Linked DNA regions of Mus musculus: region 1 is linked to region 2. A link is a contact called in public Hi-C data. All regions are on one chromosome and are shown on one strand. The core of a region is the stretch at or near the end of the contact, and the rest is flanking DNA. Distances in the headings are between cores, read along the strand shown. Region 1 has its middle 43 kb from the start of Gm30733. Region 2 overlaps Gm30320 (a long non-coding RNA gene).

Region 1 (6,654 bases), core at 2,044-4,543, 160 kb before region 2:
AAGAGCTCGGCCCATGAAGAATGCAGCTCAGCCTTCTCTGTCATCAGAGGAAGTCAGGGTGGCTGCAGTATGGGCAGCTTGGGGCGGTGTGTGTGTGTGTGTGTGTGTGTGTGTGTGTGTGTGTGGCAGCAGAAGACTTTAAAATCGCAGCATGAAGCCAAGATACAGCATGTAATGTGGTGGTCAAAAACAGAGGAGCCAAGAGGTGTTTTGGGATGGTGCCAGCCAAGTGTTGAGAGCTGGCATATGATGGACAGACAGACGGACACTCTGGCAGCCAGGGGGGGGAGGAATGGGAATGTGAGAGCACCTGCTGTCCTTTGAAACCCAAGAGAATCCACTAGAACTCTCACTACTCCAATCTACACCCATTAAGGGGGCTATACCAGCCAATTATAACACCCACACAAAGAAACGTGAAGCAATCCTAGATGTTTCTGGAGAGGGAAAGAATGTAGGAGGAACCTACTGACCAAACTCAGTGTTGATGTTGGGACAGAAAGAGATGGATGGACAAAGTGCCAGTCTGTAAATGAATGGACTCTGATTGTAATGGTTAATTTTCATGGGTGACTTGACTGCACTTAAAATAACCAAGGAGACGCACTTCTATCATGCCTCTATGTGTTTTACTGAGAAGGGAAGATCTACTCCAAATGTGAGCAAGTACCATCCCACTGTCAGGGTCAGGGTCAAGAGGATTCCTAGAGGGCCAGAGTGAGCAAGGAGCTCATGGTTGTGTTGATAAGACCAACCCAGGTATTGGCTCACGTCCCCTCAGTCAAATGGTGGGCGTGGCGAGTAAGAACTCAAAGCTGAGGTGGGTGATGGTGGCACATGCTTTTAATCCCAGAACTCAGGAGGCAGAGGCAGACAGATCTCTTGAATCTCTTGAGTTCCAGGTCAGCCAGTGTTACACAGGAAAACTCTGTCTCAAAAGAAAAAAAAAATCCAAAACTGGGGGCACAATGAGTCACAAAGTTCATGAAGAAATATCAATCTGACAGAAGCATTTGTCTCTCTCTGCTTCCTGACTGGGTGCAATGTGACCAGCTGCCTCGTGCTCCTGCGGCCACCTCTGGAACCACTTTCAGTGTCACATATTCCCCATGATGATGGACCAAACATCTTCAACTGTGAGCCTAGATAAACTCTTCCTTCCATAAGCTGCTTTTGTTGGGGATTTTGACACAGAAATGAGGACAGTAACTTAACACAATGGCCCAACCCCAAAGAGGATAAATCTAAATTCCGTAGCTAATGGAGCACTTGGGTATGATCACAGCAAGTCACTGAGACCCAGGTGAACAAAGCTAGAAAACAGAAGAAGGAAAGAAAAGAGTGCGCTGTACATTCCTAGTGAAGACAGGACTGGTTGACCAGATGTCTGTTTTCTTCATCACCAATCCTCACATGATATTACAGGATGATGTCATGAGGAAAATGGTCTAAAGTGAACTTAAAAATATAAGTCATAAAGTACTTTTTTTTTTGCAAAAGAGAATGAGTGATACATGTAGTCAGGTGTTCTCATACATAGGATTGTAATAACGAAAGTACAGAGCTGACTTGGAGCCAAGCAAGAAAACTTAACAAAAGTTCGTATCCACACAGAGGTAGGTTGATGATATCATAATAATTAGAGGATGTAGATTAGGGGGAGGGGGATGGGCTCCAGAACATCATGGAGACGCACCATGCTCTACACAATCCAGTCCATTTCTCATTATGTATATCAGAATAAACTCCAGATGTACTGGTAAATTAAATGTAGAAATCATCAAAGTCCCAGAAGAGAGTAAATGAATATTTACACAATATTGTGGGTGTTTGTAAACATAAATATGGAAAGCACAAAGGAAAAGTTTGCTGAACATGAAACCAAAATTAAAGAGCCTTCTCTCTCCTCTCTTAAATGCATTCGTTTCTCCGTGCCGCAGACTTACTTCACGTGCCGTCTCTGGCGTTCATTCATCCGTCCTCTGTGCTCATTCCGAGGCAGGTATTTGTTTAGGAAGGGAAACCACACTTATTCATGGCAAGGTCTTCTGTTTGGGGAGAGATTGACTACCATGGGCAGTGGCCTCACTGCAGTGGGAAATATCCTGTCTCCCCACGCTCCTAGGCACGAAGACTCTGCCTCCTCGGCGATAAAGGGTGGAATCAACTCAGCCTTAGTCAGGGACTTCTGTCACCAGAAGTCACACCCAGGTCAGAAGTGATGACTGCAAATCACCCTCCCCAGATCACAGATTCGCCACAGGGCATACGGCACAACAAAACCCATTCTCCACCCCCAGGACAGGAAATCGATGGTCCCCATGCCCCGGGCAGATGGCTGATTTATAGGTGTTGTCTTCCGCTGAGGAGCACAGCCCTCTCCCAGGGCCAGCAGCATGAGAGCATTTATATGCATCACTGTGCTTATGTAGAGAACAGATGGGAAGCCTTCTGCAGGGGACGCAGTGTACATCATTGCATTTCTCAAGGGGGTAGTGGGGACACTGGGGACAGTGGGGACAGTTCTGATGAGCCAGCTTCCTGGAACCAACCCCCCCCCCCCAGCAGTATTCAGGGTAGGAGAAGGGGGTGTGGGAAGAGCACCAGCCGCTCTGGCTGCTAGCATCTTGCAACTGTCACAAGACCCAAATCTTCTCCCTCCACCTTGCAGTCCCAAGAAAGCCCAGCGTCCTGACACATTCTTAGAGCCTTCTTGAACTCTAACACCTTCCTGCCCTGTGACTCTCCTTACGTGGACAAGGTCACATGAGGCAGAATTTACATACCTTCTCTCTGGAGTGACCTTGAAGAGAAAGAAGCCTCACATTGTTCTTTGGGACTTGAGGACTCTCTCCCTTCAGGACCCCTGTCCTGATGTCTCTCCTAATACTCCGGGACTTCATGGTGGCTATCTATGGCCCTAAGACCCGGGCAAGGTTATTCAACGCCTCTGTGTCTGGGTTTCCAGCTTTGTATAGTAGAGTTAATGATGACCCGCCTCTGGGAGCAGGCTATGTGAGTCAGGACACCAGCACTTCGGCAGGCCTAAGCTCCCTCTAGCATCCAGGCTTGTTTGAATTCAGTTATGCCACGCTCGCTCGCTCGCTGGCCTAGGGGATCTCCCAGCTGCTGCTCCCAACCTGGCAGGCCTCTCTGTGAAGCTCCACCGTCACCTGTGACCTCTCCCATGAAAAGCAGCTGGCCCCAGCAGGGCGCCCACTGCCTTCCTGTGGAGGCCTTGACATTCTCAGAAAATATCTTTGCTTTTCTAAACTGACTCATCTTGTCACAGGCCTGACCCTGAGAGATGGGGAAGGGCCTAGAGGAGTGTCCCAGTGCTTTACAAAGTCCCAGTCTTTGTGACCAAAGAAGGGAATGGTGGCCCAGAGAGGGCTCTGGGTGTCTGGTTCCTGCTTTGAGGTGTGTGGAGAGGGTTTGAACTGCCCATGCATGACAATGTCTGCTCTCTTCTGCTGCCTCCCCTATTCCCTGCTGGGTGTGAGGGGTGTCACAGTACAAGTGACACCCACTCCTGGCTGTTGATCTTCCCTGTCCCTCTCTAGCCACCTGGCCTGTATTGCCTTCCCAGTGACAGACTGGAGGGCCAACTCTATCCCAGCCAGATGGACACGTGTCAGTCAAGCATGCCGCACTCCTCCTTGCTGGGTCACAGCACTTGGTACCAGCCCTGTTTGCCAGGGATGTCCACTCTGCCAAGTGCCAGCATGTTGGCTATTGACAGCATGGCGCCATCTTCCAGTCTCCCCAGGGCCATGGCCAACTGCTGGTCAGGGTAAGTCAGTACTTGTTGCCTAGGAATAGTTTGTTTAGGCAATGACCAGTCTGCAGAGAGTCCTTTCCACCATCCTGCCTACATTCTAGAAACTCAAAGAATGTGTTTCCTACTATCCTTCTATCTCTGGCCTCAGCACCTGGGGATCCTTGGTCCAGGGTGTTCTGAGAGGAAGGAACATAGATAGGGCTTCCTGTTTCCACCTGCCCTCCACACAGTCCCCATTTGGGGTAACAACAGTTGACTTTTCCTCTGGAGAATCACACACACACACACACACACACACACACACACACACACACACACCAGGATAGATAGTCTACAAGTAGACATGTGATCTAGGCTCGGCCAACCAGAAGATGTCATTCCGTTGGTCACATAACCACAGCAGGCCAATGAGAGTTGGCACTGAGATCTTGGCCCGTGTTCCGAGAAAAGGGATTTCAGGAAGTGGGATGTCCTTCCTGCCTTGCGAAGCTGTAGAGATGCCTCAGGGCTTCTGGTCAGTAGCTCGGGCCTCACGGGAGAAAAGCCTGCTTACATAGAGTCAAAGGAAAAGCAGAGGGTGGAGTGAGGAAGGGGGTGCCCACCCGGGGCCCCCTTTGCATCAGAGTCTGTTTCTTGGGATGAAAAGATCTCTGTCTGCTTCTGCCACTTCTTCCTGGACATGCGGTATGGTCGTCAAGAAGCAAGGGCCAGGACCACTTCCACCCTTAGGCAGGTCACAGCCGGGTCCCATCACGCTACCATTTTCTATCAACCCCAAACCAACCTGCCCATGTCTCTTTGCCTTACCCTTCGCCAACCCCTCATGCTTATCCTAGCCATCTTCCTTTCCCTCAGACCTGGTGGGTTCTATGCAGTCTCTGTGTCTTCCTGTCTTTTCCTCTTCTGTGTCCCCTGAGGCTGAGACTCTACTGACCAGCCCTAAGAAGACTCCACAGCTGCCAGTGCCTGGGACCAAGACTGCAGCAGGGACCAGCAGCTCCCGGTCGCTGTTCTCTTCCCTCAGCTAGTACCATTTATTTCACCATTGCACCTGGGGGCAGACAAGATAGCTCTGTTGGTGGAGTGCTTGCCTGGCAAGCATGAGACCTGAGTTTGCTCCCTGGCACTCATACAGTGTGGTGGCGAGTGCTTGTAATCCCAGCACGGGGGAGGCAGAGACTGTCAGAACCTGAAATGTGTTCATATACACAAATATGAAGCACACATATAAAATCTACCTTCAAGTCATACGTGGTGCTGTGTGGCCATCTCTACCAGCCGCCCACAGAATCCTTCATGTAACAAAACTGGAACTCTAACCAAATATCTGCATTTGCTCTCCACCTTACCAAGCCCGGGACATCCACCCTCAACTTCCCGTCCCTATGAAAATACCCATGTAGGTACATCATGGGAGAGGAGTCGTACAGAGTTTGCCTTCATGAGACTGGCTGGTTTCGCTGTACCATAACCCTTCACCCATTTGACTTCTCTCCCTTTTGGGAACGGAATACTACTTTACCATGTGGGTAGGTCACATTTTCTTTGTTTGCTCACTGAGCAAGGGGCACTTGCATGATATTTAACGCTGAGGACACCGGCGCATGCGTGTGCACACGTTGCCTTCCATTGTGGAAATCAGTTCTTTGGAATGGGATGGAGTGGGTGAATCACATTGTGTGTTAGTTAGGTTCCCTAGAGGAAGGGATCTGTTTTGTTAGAGTGGCTTAAACAGCATCACCTGCGAAGACCAACAATGACTGGCTCACACGGAAAGACCTGGAAGGCATGAGGTTGGATGCTCTTGCAGGTCCAATCTGACCCTGATGGCCTGGAAGAGGCCCGGAGAGCTGCTGAGTTTCAGTCCATTGCTACAGCAATGGGATAGATGAACCAGCCAGCAAGAGGAAGAGCAAGCAGGAGAAAAACAGCTTCCTTCTTCTGAGTCCCCCATCCCGTGCCACCAGAAGGCGCCACCCACGTGTTTCAGATAATCCAATCAAGAAAAGCCCGGAGCTTGCCTCTTAGTTGGTTCCAGATCCAGACAAGTTGTTTCCTCCTTGGTGCATGGGGTAAGCCTGGAGCCTCATGGGGGCTTGGCAGCTGTTAGTCTCACTTCTATGTGGAGCTGCCATACTGCTTCCAGTGGTGACCTTGCTATTTTACAGTCCCATCATCAGTGTGTAAGATTTACCAGTCTCCACATCCTTATCCCAAACTCATTATTTTCTGCTTGTGTTTGTTTCCATAGCAGCCCTCCTAGTGAGGGTGAGAGCAGCTTCTCAGCCTCGCTAGTGATTTTTAAGATTTTATTATTTTTATTTAGTGTGCAAAGGACTCACCTGCATGCATGTATGTGCACCGTGAGTGTGCAATATCCTTTGAGGTCTTTTCTGAGGAGTAGGATCCCCTGGGACTGGAGTTTCAGACAGCTGGTAGCTGCCCCGTGAGTGCTGGGAACTGAACCTGGGGCTTCTGGAGGAGCGGCCGGTGCTCTTAACCTTTGGGCCCCCTCTGGCATTTTAAATTAAAACTCCCCAGAGTTTTCAATTTCCATCCTTGATGGTGAGTGAGGGGTACTAGAAGTGTGCTTATCTTTCTTGGAGAAATATCCATCCAAGGCGTACCGCCTTTCTTGTCCGTCACTTTCAGTCTTTAGTCTTCATTCAGCAAGTATCTCTTAAGCATCCATTGCGTCAGACGGCATTCTTTGTGTTAAAGATACGACAATGACCTAGACAAGAAATAAAAAAATAAAGTAAAATCAATCAAAAGAATAAATCAAATCAAAGGCCATGCCTCTACAACGCCAACAATCTTCATCTACTTATAACATGATTCCTGCCGCTGGGGGTGGTGTGGAATGGAGTCAT
Region 2 (6,271 bases), core at 1,086-3,585:
GCAGAGCTTCCTGCTCTCTAGATTTGCTTTTTGCCTGCCCACAAAAGGTCTCATCCAACCGAGCTGATCCCTCGCCATGTTCTGCAATAGTCTGGCAAGAGTATCAGACTGTGTTACTGTGACGGGGACGTAGACTGGGGGGAGTCCCTTAAATCCTGTGCAAGTTCAGAAGAGTGCTGTCCCTGTCCCATCTACCACCTGCCCCCAGGAATGAAACAGCCAAAGAGGAAGGAAGACAAACAGCCAGAAAGGGAGAGAGAGGGGAAGGAGGCATGTCACAGGAGTGAGGCCAACAGAGCAAGGAATGACGCTGCTTCTGGGGCTGAGGATCAAAGAGGAGACAGAGGAGAAAACATTCGGCAACCATGATGCCGAGTCTGAGTCTGAGATTTGAACCTGGCATCTTTCTAAGTCTATGTCTGGCCACCCGGCAATGGTGCCATACAGGCGTGTCACAGCAGAAGCGAGAGTCGCCTCCCTTTCTCCCACAGCGCTCTCCCCTCCCTTTAGGGATAATTGGCATTTGACAGCTTGTCTCTTGAGATCGATTAGAAGCAAAGCTACCAAGCACAAAGCCACATCTCCAGGGCCTGCAGATTCTCTCTTCCTTAGCCTCCAGGGTGATTGCACACTGCCTGTTAGTGGGCACAATTCATCAGGGCCCCTGATACTTGCTGTGATCTGGGACTGCTGTCCCGAGGCTTCAGACGCACAGACTCACTGAGGACAGATGCCCTGGTGGGAACTCCAGCTCCCAGGCGAGCTGGATTGGACTGAATAGGACCAGTTTACTGGAGCAACAACTGCAGATCGGCAGAGCTGATATCCAGGGTGCGAGAGGGCCCTGACCACCAGTATTAGACTGCTGTTCACTGACTGGACTCTGCTGCTCTCTGACTACTGGGCTCTGCTGCTCACTGACTGGCCTCTGCTCTTGGAGGTTGGAAGAGGAACACAGTAACATCCCAGACAACAAGACAGGACACCTCTGTCCCGGAAAAGCACTGCTTCCTCAGCCAATGGACGCAGGGACATTGCACCAGACTGGTCCAAAGAGTTTGGAATTTCATCTGAAGCACCCACCACAGCGGGCAGACCTCTGGCTGCTCTTCCAGAAGACCCAGATGCAAAATCCAAAAGTCATATGGCCGCTCACAACCAGGTCTAAGTGGTCTGACACCCTCTGCCAGCCTCCATGGGCACCAGGTGTTCACGCGATGCCAGGGTCTACATCCAGGCAACATCCCTGTGTGGAAACAACAGCATGCAGTGGGAAAGCAATGGCAGCTGATGTGATGCAAAGACATGCACCTCAGCAGGAACCAGGCTAATGGAGTACACCTTCAATCCCGGCACAAGGAGACAGAGGCAGGTGGAGCTCTGGTGAGTTCTAGTCCAAGGCAGTCTACATAGCTAGGCCAGGCCAGCCATGACTGCATAGTAATTCCCTGTCCAGGAAAAAAAAATCAGTCTGCCAATGAATACAACATGGGTATTTCACTTTTTGACCCAAGACACCTCTAAAATATCACTTCTGCATTTAGTAAATAAAAAAAGTTAGGGTGTCTTGCTTTAAAAATAAATAAATAAATAAATAAATAAATAAATAAATAAAGCCAGGCAGTGGTGGCGCCCACCTTTAATCCTAGCACTTGGGAGGCAGAGGCAGATGGATTTCTGAGTATGAGGCCAGCCTGGTCTACAGAGTGAGTTCCAGGACAGCCAGGGCTATACAGAGAAACCCTGTCTCAAAAAAAAAAAAAAAAACACCAATAATAATAATAATAACGTCTCCAGTACTTTATGAGATGCTTGTAGCCATAGTTTGCCTCTACACCCATCAGATGTAGTCTGGCCTTTTCCTGATTTGGTTGCTGGTGCTGATGGTGGAACCCAGGGTCTAGCACATGCTAGGCAAATGCTCTAACGCTGCTCTGGGCTCCAGTTCACGAGCTAGGCATTGAGACCGCAGAAACTGCCAGTTGGAAAGGCAGACCTGCACAAAACCAGTCGGACTCAGTTCAAAAGTTCTCCAGTGGCTGAACCGAATCTCCCCATCCCCCCTTTGATCATTTAATGAAAATTAAACAAATCGGAAAGCGGGCCTCAACCCAGTAGCTGCATTTGATGTACCATCCCTGCCTGTGCCCTGTGGTGACAGTATTGGGCTGTGTTGTTCCAGATGTTTCTGCTCTGTCAAATCTTTCTCAACGATCTGGCTTGTCGTGAGCACCGCCTCTCCTCTGTCATCAGGCTGTAGTCACCCCCAGGCTTGCTCCTTTGTGAGGTGTTTGCCGTTCTGAGCACAACTGGAACAGACAGGTTTGGCAGAAAACTGACTCAATGAGCCAGCCACACCCTGCTGAGCTCAGAGGCGTGCTCGCTGCTGCAAGCCATGGCTCTGGGTGACTGCGTTCCCAGGGTGGCTAGTCTGATGCTCAGGGCCCTTGCTCAGAGGAGCAGGTTTCCCTGGACACTCACTATTCACCAAAACTCTCAGGGCAAAGAATGGCAGGCACAGTTCCTCTCAGTGCCAACTGTTTATCTAAGGATATACTGGTACCCCATAGCCCTGCCCAGGAGACTGCCTACTGTTACACCGTGTGCCTTCTGGCACAACAGAAGCCTAACCAGGCTCTGGTTCCCACATCCTGTGCAGAGCCCCGTAGTGGTTTAGAGGACACCATCAAGGTTCCCAGCCCCAAGGATTCTTGATGACTATGCCAGGGACATCTAGCAATCCCCTGACTCTTGTGAGTGGTCCAGGCATGGAAAGGATACATGGCTAAGGAGGCTAATGGCCCTGAAGAGAAAACTTGATGACTTCCGTTGCTGTTGGCAGTCATCTTGTAACAGAGGGGAAAGGTGACTTCAGAAGCCACAACACCTGATGGATGGCAGACACAGAATCCATCCCAGAAGCCCTCTCTAACACATGCCCTGGAACCTCCTTGCTCCCCGTCTCCCCAGTGTTAATATCTGTGTGAGCCATCCCAACAGCCACAGAGTCTCATCCATCCTTTTCCTGCTTGTCAAATACCACCAGGTTGGGGGCCTGGAGGATTGGAAGGTGGAGGAGACAGAGATGGCTCAGCAGTGGCCTGTTGTGGAACTCAAGATTACCTTGCTCATTAGTTGCACGGGGATCCTGAAGCCTCAGGTCCAGGGGCCAAACTGAGAAATGCAAACAACCAGTAGCCACCCACCCTGAGCTAGCCTTGGACCACCTGCACAAATTCAAGTTTCTTCCAGCAAGCTCTCAGAAACTTGTTACCTACAAAACTCGGGGCCTGGGAGCAGGAGTTGGGAAACGTCACCCTTTCTGGCCCCAGAGTCCGAAGCTTTTCCGTGGAACTCCTCACCCACTCATAAGAGTGAATAAATGTCTCATCAAAGCTGCTGCCAGCCCTGGCCACATGATCAAAGCCCCTTCCTAAAGCTCCACAGGCAGGCAGGCAGCCTCTGGGCACTAGAAGGCCCCTCCCTTCCTGATTTCCTGCTCTGAAGTGACACTGTGGGATCAGCGTGGTCTGTGGGTCACCCCAGAACAATGCTTGCTTAGAGGTCTTTGCTGCTGGTTGAGGCAGGGAGCCTGTGGCCACTGATCTTCACAGTGCCTGCTAATGGCTCGCCACGGGTGGGCTCTGTTGAAGGCTCGAGAAGGCTCTCAGTTCACTAACTGCCTAAAGAGTGGGCTCCAACCGGGAAGGCCAGAGCCAGGCTTCTGCAGCCATAGGAACCTGCAGGAAAGCAGCTGCCAGCAAATCACTCATTCTGTCTTCCTTTGCCACGGGGGACCTTTAGAAAGTTACTGACATGGAATCCGATGGATGAAGGGAAGGCAAGGCAGCTCCTGCCAGCATAGCTGGCCCTTCTGTGGTATGCTACATACAGGCCTATTTGATCCGCTGGACGATTCTGGAGGTAACAAAGGAAGAGGCGAGTTTGGCAGCCACTTTATAGATACAGAAATAAAGAACCAAGGTCACACAGCTGAAAGGTGGACCCTGGGGTGGGTCCTCCAACCAGGTATGCGCACATGAACTTCACTGGGCAGGCAAAACTGCTTCCCACCTCAGTGAGAACGTTCTGCAGCTACATTGCATAGGCTATGACAGTACCTGACTGCCACTGCGTCCTTCTGTGAGGTTGAACCTGAACACTGACGACTCACTCAGCTGCCTCAGCCACATAGTGTTCACTTCGATTGAAGCCCAGCCCAGCACCGGGGCCTCCAGGAGGCAAAGGTTGCAGAGGGAAGTTTGCGCCATTTTCTATGTCGCATGTACCGCCTTTGAAAGGCTGAAGTATCTTCTAGAACCTCCAGCAAAGTCACTTGCTCTTTCTGCTCCAAGGTTCCCTAAACATGAACAGGCCTAGGAATGGGGCTGCAGGGAGTGCTCGGACCAGGCCTTTTGCAGTGGTGCGGTGTTTGAAAGCAGCTGGTTTTTTTTTTTCCCTTCATAGCCACCCAATACCCTCACGACACTTTACTCTTGTCTCCAGGATGGTCCCTACCTGCCCAGACCAATTTCAAAATGGCAAATTACCAGACTGGTGGATTCTAGAGGTAACAGAGGAGGATCCACCTCAGGATAGGATGCCTTTCAGCTGTGTGGCCTTGGCTCTCCATTTCTCCAGCTATAAAATGGGTACCAAAGTCGCCTCTTTGGAATTACCATGTGGATTCCCAGACTCCTCTGTGGATGGCTGTGGTCCCCTGCTCTGGGTCCTTCCATAGAGGATGGGATGTGGAGCCTTGAGAGGTAATGGCTATGCCTGAGTGTGGGCTTGGGTTCCTCCAGGGCAGTAGAGTGTCATGGTGGCCTTGGTAGATGGTCAGGGGTCCACACATGGCTAAGCCTGACCCTGATGGCTCAGTGTCTCTGAACAAAGCCCCGTCCTGCTTTAACCAGCTGTGGCCAGCTTACTATTTGCTCAACATCTGCAGTGAGTTATCAGGACCACTCTCATCCCCTTGCTGCCTTCTCTAAGGGGATAAGGACTGGGTGGGCTGAGTCTGGCTTGTCCCAGGAGCCTCTGATGCTGTCTTGGTTGGCTGCCCAGCCCTTGTGGGCACCAGTGCCAGACAAAGCCACTGCCAAGCAAAAGTAAGCCCAAATGATGAGTCATCACTGGTACTTACGGGACAGGGTGGGCCTGAAGACAAGGTACCTCAGAGGCCAGAGCCAAGGGCTAAGACAAGGTCCTGCTCCAAGGAGGACACAGAGAAAAGTAGGGGATCCTGGTAGGTCAGCCCTAGGTGCTGAGTGGATCTCAGGAGCTGTAGTCTCCGTCCACAGAATCCAGAGTTTAGGGGTTTCCCAGGGCCAGAGGAACAGGCCACTGGGTTCTGATCAACCTCGCTGAATATCCCCAGCTTGAGTTCTGCTCTAGCCAGGGACCCCTGTGTGTTGGTTCTAGACACGTGCACAGACTTCTCACTGAGGCTCCTCTGATGCCCCAACACTAACCGCAGTCAACCTCCAGGGCAGAAAAGCTACATGTACCGGGAGTGCTCCCTCAAGTTCCCTTGCAGAAGAAGGAGTGAATTATGTCCCGTGCCTCCCCTCCCCCGACTCCCTTCAAATCATCCACAGCCAGGAGTGGACCTGGGCTACACAGAGAAACCCTGTCTTGAAAAAATAAAATAAAAATAAATTTTACCATGCCTAGAGCCAACACTAACCCGTAAACCAAGTCTATGCTTCTGAGTTCTGGCTAAAGATTCTCCCTCGGGTCTTAAGCAGGAGGAGGTGTTTACAAACCTGACAGTGGAAGGGGCTCTTCTCACATTCTAGACCATTTACTGGATGGGACTAGTCGAGGCCCTAGTGGAACTGTCTAGTTCCTAAATGGAAGAGGTGTAGCCCCACTGTGTGCTTGTCTCTTTCCTAGGATCCCAATACTGATAACCACAAGCTGCCGGCTTGTCTCCCTGGCTTCTCTATGCACCAGAGTTTTAGGAGAAGCTTCAGTCAGCAGCAGCTCCCTCTGGGGTTTCAGGAAGGAGCCTTCCTGCCTCTTCCAACTCCCGAGGTCTGCAGGAGTCCTGGGCTCCCTGGCTTGTGGCTGCATGCCTCTGCTATCTGTCCTTGGCTTCACAGGGCTTTTGCCTGGGTCTCTCTAGCTCCCCACGTCTTCCCCCACTGGCAATGGGAGCAGGTCTCACGCTAGCGAACGCTGAGCTCACCTTAATTGTTTACATCAAAGATGATTTCCAAGTGAGATCGCATTGCCGGGTTCTGGGCCAGCATGAACTTGGAGTTGT

Evidence for each region. Hi-C and Micro-C count contacts between places; a contact is called where the count stands out from the background.
Region 1: a Hi-C map of trophoblast stem cells shows a contact between it and region 2, with 1.7 times the contacts expected there. The contact joins two enhancer-like sites. A contact is called at or near these places in 8 of 39 promoter capture datasets (the 3T3-L1 cell line, embryonic stem cells, frontonasal cranial neural crest and 5 more), 1 of 15 datasets of contacts at CTCF or cohesin (embryonic stem cells), 31 of 484 Hi-C or Micro-C datasets (bone marrow-derived dendritic cells, bone marrow-derived macrophages, embryonic stem cells and 5 more) and 5 of 115 datasets of contacts at active chromatin or transcription factors (acute myeloid leukemia, embryonic basal ganglia, embryonic stem cells and 1 more).

What each region holds. Positions count from the first base shown.
Region 1 is chr2:166,326,265-166,332,918 of GRCm38.p6, reverse strand. No RefSeq gene overlaps it. Among named protein-coding and RNA genes, the nearest start is that of Gm30733, 43 kb to the right of the region's middle. Within about 2 kb of position 3,293, at least 24 of the 459 cell types and tissues checked have an H3K27ac peak or open chromatin away from gene starts, as enhancers often do. A contact at or near this core is called in trophoblast stem cells, where this site is marked.
Region 2 is chr2:166,166,430-166,172,700 of GRCm38.p6, reverse strand. The region is part of intron 1 of Gm30320 (a long non-coding RNA gene); the gene reads right to left. Among named protein-coding and RNA genes, the nearest start is that of Gm30320, 7.1 kb to the right of the region's middle. Within about 2 kb of position 2,335, at least 45 of the 459 cell types and tissues checked have an H3K27ac peak or open chromatin away from gene starts, as enhancers often do. A contact at or near this core is called in trophoblast stem cells, where this site is marked.